Regions from separate parts of the Gossypium hirsutum genome. Here region 2 is linked to region 1. Evidence: chromatin contacts called from public Hi-C data. All regions are on one chromosome and are shown on one strand. Each heading gives the region's core, a stretch centred on a gene start, on an enhancer-like site or on the middle of the called end of the contact. The rest is flanking DNA. Distances are from core to core; before and after follow the strand shown. Region 1 has its middle 35 kb from the start of LOC121213158. Region 2 has its middle 9.4 kb from the start of LOC121213158.

Region 1 (3,705 bases), core at 357-2,856:
ACCAAAAAAAAATCTTCCAACTCACTATTTTTTATTTTTAGGAATTTAATTTTATTTATTTATCGGAGTTAAAATGTAAGTTCAATCATTTAATAGAAAAATTTTAATAATATTAATAATTAAATTTAAAATATATAAAAAAATGTAGGACACTAATTTCGCACTTTTTTTTTAATTCTCACCCGAAGAGTTTAATCATAATTCAAAATCAAATCAGAAAAGTACAGCCATCAAAGTTGTTTTCAATGTGTTTTTAAGTTAGTAGATCCCTCGCTATGCATCGGTAAATTAATAAATTTATTATAATAAATTATACAAATACATGCAATAAATTAAGAAATGACCCTAAAATAATATGATATTTTAAATAAACCACGTATAATTTTTTTACATGAGATCGTTTTGGTCCCAACAAATTTTAAAATAAAAATAAAAATATATATCTAATTTGGTCATTACCATAATGCCCCTCTTGAAATATTTAAAGAGATTACTGATTTCACTAAATATAAAACCATTTCGATGTTGAATTAATTCGATACCATATAATGTGATAGCTTTTATAGTGGTTATAGTTTTGATTTAAAATAAAACAAGGAAATTATGGATAAAAGTATTAAGGAAGCCCCTGTATTTAGGAGTGGATCATATTTCAACCTATCTACTAAAAATATGGTAAATTAACCTTTCTATATTTCAAGACATGCAAATTAGTTCTTTCATTAATTTTTTTTTGTTAAATAGTGATGTGGAACATGCTAAAAATTATTTTTTATAGGTGAATTATAAAAATGGTCAGCCAATTATTTTTTCGTTCTATTTTAGTCACCCGATTATTAAATTTTTCGATTTAGTCACTAAATTTTTCTAAATTAAATATTTTAGTCATTTTGAGCGGATTTGGGCTTTTTTATTGGTCTAATAATAAAATTAGCCCTCTAATGTTTACACATTCTACTAATTTGATCCCAAACTATAAAAAAATTCAACTAATTTAACCCTAAACGTTTACAAAATTTGTCATTTTAATTCTAATTTTAAAAAAAGTAAATAAATTTGTTCATCAACATTTATGAAATCTGTCAATTTATTTCGAACTCTAAAATTTTTAAAAATATTTTTAAAAAAAATTATTTTTAACCCTTTATGACTCATCGACTAACTTATATGAGATATTAAAATAGGAAAAAGAATACCCTCTTTAAAATCACTTGTATCAATTTCTTTTACTATAATTTAGACATCATACTAAACCAAATTAATTAATTTAAAATTTAACTGAAATAACTAGCTGCATTACTATTTTAACAGATAATGTTTTCAATGTTTTTTTCTTTTGAATCTAATTTTATTATCACATAATTTTGTTTTATCTCAAATTATGTGATGATGTTTTGTTTGATAGGTTATATCGTGGAAGATGATTGGTCGTTATTATTTATTATTCGCTAACCCCAAACATCCAATCATGCATGCCGATTTGATTGTCACGTTTTGATGCAAACAAAATTAATAAAAAGACAACCTTAGTTAGAAGATGTTTGGATCAATCCAACGCGTGTGTGTCTCAACATTTATAAAAGTTGGCGTGAAGGGTACTATAGCCCCCATAATCTATTGCCACGTAAAGATTTTCCGACAAGATATTTCACCTGATGGGTGTCGGGCCCAATCATACATCTTACGGCAGATTTTGGACACGTGTAAATCGCCGTGTTTTTGGCTTGGTATAACCGAATATTTTACCTAGTCAAGTGAGGGTGACTCACAGTTACTAAAATTTGTGCTTTCTTTTTTGCATGCAAAGGTAGTTGATTATGACATTTAATAATACCGTTTTTATAAGGGAAAAAAGAAATCCTAGTTTGGTCTATTAGTTAGTGTCTTTAAAATAGTATATCTGTTTCACTTTCCAAAAAATAAAAAATCAAAAAGTTTATCTGCTTCTAGAATTGACTTTTTATATTATTTATATAAGTAGTATATATGCTTAACACGTTAAAAAACAATTAATAAGAAATATTAATTAGATGCCTTTTGAAGTGATATATATTAGAAGAAGATTACAATTGATGCATTATTTTTTTAAAGAAAAAAAATAGTGAAAGTAAATGCAAATAAGTTTATTGGTTTATTAATGAAAAGTTGGGGAGAAATTTTAGATTAATCATAATTTATCATTTTACTCGAACATAACTTATAAAATAGACACGAAGAATACTAAAAATTTAAAATGATAAATCAAGAAATTAAATCTTTTGGAATTATTTTATAGAGAAGCCATATTCTTTATCTCTAATTAAATTAGTACGAGATAAATAATACATAAAAGAGTTTAATTCTTATCTAACACAGAAGTTTTTTGATAAAAAAAAGTCACCCCTCAATCATTTTACATGTTCATAAGTTTAAGAAATTTAAAAATTTTATGCAAAAATCTCTCATACTTTTGCTCTCTCTATTGAAATTCTTAAATAGGAATTTATATTCTCAAAATTCTACATTGAAACAATTAGGCACAAGTCTCCATTTGAAGACGATAGGATCAAAGAGCCGCTTCAAGAGCAAAAAGGAGAAAAATTAATAGTTTATTTTTTACTGAAAAAGGAGACTAAAAATAATTAGATTGGAAAATAATAACTGGACTCTAAGTCTATGGTATTTTCCATGAACCAGTTATTATTTACATGTGATCAAGGAACAACATTTTTTTCTCTTTAAGCAGGTCCTTTGATCCTATCATCTTCAAGTGGAGACTTTAGTCTAATTATTTCAATGGAGAATTTTAAGAATTTCAAAGGAGAAGATAGAAGCGAGAGGATTAGAAGAGGGAAGAAAACGTTGCGAATTAGTCTAATTATTTATCTTTTTAAATAATTTAATTAAATTTAAATTGAGTTAAAGAGAAGATAGTATAGGATGTGTGTATATCAATATTTTCTTTATTGATCTCTTCTCACATTCTTCGACTACCGATTTCTCTGCTTGCATTTTTGATAGTCAAAATGAGTCTTTTGTTGCCCCTTTTGTATTGAGGAATTTCGTGATGCAATTATGAGTATGCACCCCAATAAAGCACTTGGTCCTGATGGTATGAATTCGGGATTCTTTCAACGGTGTTGGTCTATTTTGGGTACCGATGTTTTCAATCAATATTATTCGTGGTTGAATAATGGAGCTTTTCTTGATTTGATTAACGAAACTTTGAGTATTTTAATTCCCGAGAATGATAAACTAGATAGCTTAAAAGATTTGAGGCCTGTTGCGCTTTGTAACATTCTCTACAAGATAGTGGCAAAAGTTCTTGCTAACTGTCTTAAGAAAATTCTGCCTTCCATCATTTCTCCCATGCAATATGTTTTTGTTCCAGGACGTCGATCATTAATAACATTTGATCACTTTTGAGCTTATCCACTATATGAATAATAAAGGTCACGGTAAGTTGGGTGAGATTGCTTTGAAGTTAAATGTTAGCAAAGCGTATGACCGTATCGATTGGGATTTTCTTCAATTTATTATGCAAAAAATGAGTTTTTCTATGCTGGGTGAATTGGATCATAATGTGTGTCACTATGGTTAATTATTCCATCTATTTGAATAGCCATGAGGCGGGTCCTATTCCTCCACATCGAGGTTTGTGTCAAGGAGATCTTTTGTTGCTTTACCTCTTTTGTCTTGTGTACTGATGGGCTGAATTATTTACTC
Region 2 (3,705 bases), core at 778-3,277, 44 kb before region 1:
AAGATAATGTGCTTCGTTTGACAAACAATTAAACCTAAAAGAAAATGACAGCTTCAACCATTTACTCCAGAATTGCAAAAGTTATGGATAGTTGCAACCATTGAAATTGCAACAATTTTATTTTGCAATTATTTATATTCGTATAAAATAAACTAGTTTTATATGGTTTTTTTTTATTTATTTTAATAAACTAACCATTCAGCAATATGGTAGATGTAAAATAGATTGAATATTATTATGGAATTAAATAATATAAACAGAATAAGAAGTTTGTAAAGTTATTTTTAAAAGGAAAAGAGGGAGGTGAAATAGCATAGCCTTTTTGTTAAAGTAGAACATCCCTCTCAAAAACAAATCAAATTAGAAGTAGTCGACCAACCGACTTTACCTAGAAAAACTGCCAACTGCCAAAACCCCACTAACCTCTCTTTTTCTTTTTTTCTACCTTTTAATATATGAAATAATTAAAATTTGTTTTATATGGCAACCAATGGTGAGGCTACAAGCTACAAGGAAAAAACATTTCTTGAATTCTTTTGGCCAAGTGCATGCACTTTAATCAAACTTGAATTATGAATAACCCCACCTTTCATATTAAAACCATACAAAGGATTCAAGTTCATGTAGTTTACAATAATATTTCTAGATTTTTAGTACATTTTATAAATTATTATTAGGTCTTCAAAAATATAATAACCTTAATATTTAGTATTATTAGGCACTCGTTAACAAATTTCCATTATGTTAAATCATCCAAAACCGAATATGAGTAATAACAGCTGTTCAATTAGTTGACTATACATAATATCTTAGTAAGTATCAAACTTAAAGTCCCTGTTGACTATACATTAGTAAGTCTTATAATGACATGCTATCTTTAACAAATTTAAGGAATTTATTAATCAAATTTTCCTTTACTTAAATAATATTTTCTCTAATGCAAACTATTTTAATTACTATATTATTTGATATTTTTAATAAAATTGTTACTATTACTTATAACCTTTCAAATCTTCAAATTGAGACATAATACACTTTTAAGTGTATTTGAACTCAAATCTTCAAGGGATTGGCAACAGCCTTGCCCTTCACCTTTAAAATGAAAAATTTCTCTTTTGGTCCCTTTATAATTTATAAAGTGTTAAATTAGTAATGAAAAAAGTACACTTTATCCCCCTCAAATGATAAAAATTTGATTTAATCCTTTAAAAATTATAAATGTATACGCTATTAAAATGATGAAATTATATTTTTACTATCGTAAAAATATAAAACTTAGTTCCGCCTCCCTTAAAATTTTTTTATAAATCTTCATGATTATTACAACAACAATGGTATCAACTGAATCAAAGCTCAATTGACTAATTGTGCCATTTCTAAGATATATTAAGATTAAGTGTTATAATAATTAATGAAGAAAAAGAAAGGCTCCATGCTTCGATAGTAGGTGACTTGTATATGGCCCCATAAGACAATAGGTGTGGGGGACTAAGGCACGTTGAATGGGACAAAATCGGGGTATCTCAAAACAGAAATGGTCGGCATTACCTTCTCCTATATTTTGTAGCATTCCATTGCATTGAAGATGAGACGATTTTAACGAAGAAAAAGCATTCATTGTTGATATTGCTGCATACATGTGCAACTTGCAACTCAAAAAAAATAAATGATCAATAATTAATAAGAAAGTGACGTTATTGGTTGTTTTGTGAAAAATTATAAATATTGACATGAACCACTTAGTCTAAATCTTTTTGTTTTATAACTTAATGCAATTGGATACCATCCAAAACAAAAAAAAGGAAGAAAAATAATATTTGCCTACACTGACTTGAAGTACCTGATTGATCCCATTGGGTGTATGAAAACCGTCGAATGCCAAGTGCCAAAGCCATTTTGTTGCATGAATGTTATAAAAAAGTCAAGAGGTTGAAACATTAGATAAAATTGGTGCCCTATACTTTGTCTAATGCATGAGGTGGAGCATCTAGAATGTACCAAAGTCAAGGCCACCGTGCAAAGTGTCAGAAAATTGTAGTAGATAAAGTTGCCGTGGTTGAGGTGAGGAACTCTCTCTCTCCTTCACTTAACATTATTACATTCAACTTTCCCACCTCTGCTAATAATGCATAACGTGTCTCCAATCACATGCTATTGTTTATGTAATTAACTTTATAAAAATGGAATTTCGATGGGGGGATACAAAACAAAAAGGAAGGATGAGAAAATGCATATGAAAAAAATGGAATATTTTAACAAGTAGACAAATGGGCTAAGGGGCAAAGTGGGTCCAAAATTTTGTCGGGGTGGCCCACCATAAAGAAAGACCCACTCTTTGTTAGGATGGGAAGGCGTGGTGCCACTTGTCATGGACATGTTTGGAAGTGTCAAATCAAGCACTGTATGGATTGAAAGCATGGCAGACTCAATTCACCGCTCCACTTTTACCTTTACCAAACATGCCGCTATTTATATTTGTACGTCCCACTGTCCAATTAACAAGCTTTTCATATTTTTTTTTTTGACCCAGTTACTTTCTTCACTCCCAATTTTTCATACATATCTTTATCTTTTTACTTTTGTTCAATTCTGCTATTGGTACCTGTACTTTGATAAAATTGTAAACTTAGTCTTTCCTTTTGGATTTGGTCAATCTTAGTCCCTATACTTTTTAATTTAAAAACTTTAGTCTGAACTCAAATAATAGCAACTAAATCTACTTAGTTAAATTCAATTATTAGTTATGTATTATGTAGACAATTGTAGATTTGGTCTATATTCTTCAATCAGGTCTTTTTAAGTCTCTATACTTTTTTGAATTTTGAATTTCAATCTTGACGTAAATGACAGTCATTAATCATTGGATTTTTAGTGAGTAATATGTGGAAATAATAAGCTGACTTAGTATCATTTGGGAATAATATAACTTAATAAATTTAACAATTATTATTTGGGGAGGACTGAAATTTTAAAATTTAAAAAGTACAAGACTAAAAAGGACCAAATTAAAGTAGAAGTATTAAAACAACTTCCGTAAAAGAACAGGGATTAATAGCATAATTTGACCTTTTACTTTTAACCTTAATTATTATATATATATTTTTTATTTACAGTTTAATTGAATTAGTATTCATCACTCGAATCTCAATTCAATTGTGTCATCAATCGAATCTCAATCAATTGTGAAATTATAAAAATATCATTTCAACCACAACTACATTTAAATTTATATCAATTTTTTAAAATTTTATTACATAATCTTTTTCAAAATGAGTATACCATAATTTTAAATTAAATTAATTGTGAATCACTTTCTATCTCATCCTTGTTTTATCTTTTCAACGATGTAACAGTGAAAAAAAATCTTGCAAACAAGTTTAGTTTAAAATTACAGTTATAGCATAAAGATAAGATAATAACACTTTGGTTTCTTAATTTTCTCGAAACATTTCCAGTTGAAATTTGATGTTGTACGAATCTATTAAAACAACCATTTTCAAATAATTGATAAGATGAGCAGTAGCCAGTAGACAAGGTCGGCAATTTTTGTTTGGAAATTTTTTTATTTATTCAAATTTATCAAATTTTATTGATAATCAATGATTACATCAAATCATATATATAAATTTCTATCATGCAACTATCCATTCTTTATCCGAAGGAAAAAAAAAAAAGTCTCATCAACCAGTGCACTTAAAGTACTAC

Evidence for each region. Hi-C and Micro-C count contacts between places; a contact is called where the count stands out from the background.
Region 2: a contact with region 1 is called in a Hi-C map of leaf, with 2.7 times the contacts expected there. The contact joins two enhancer-like sites. A contact is called at or near these places in 13 of 34 Hi-C or Micro-C datasets (anther, fibers, hypocotyl and 3 more).

What each region holds. Positions count from the first base shown.
Region 1 is chrA13:98,713,937-98,717,641 of Gossypium_hirsutum_v2.1, reverse strand. No RefSeq gene overlaps it. Among protein-coding and RNA genes, the nearest start is that of LOC121213158, 35 kb to the left of the region's middle. Within about 2 kb of position 1,606, at least 3 of the 9 cell types and tissues checked have an H3K27ac peak or open chromatin away from gene starts, as enhancers often do. A contact at or near this core is called in hypocotyl and leaf, where this site is marked.
Region 2 is chrA13:98,757,888-98,761,592 of Gossypium_hirsutum_v2.1, reverse strand. No RefSeq gene overlaps it. Among protein-coding and RNA genes, the nearest start is that of LOC121213158, 9.4 kb to the right of the region's middle. Within about 2 kb of position 2,027, at least 3 of the 9 cell types and tissues checked have an H3K27ac peak or open chromatin away from gene starts, as enhancers often do. A contact at or near this core is called in hypocotyl and leaf, where this site is marked.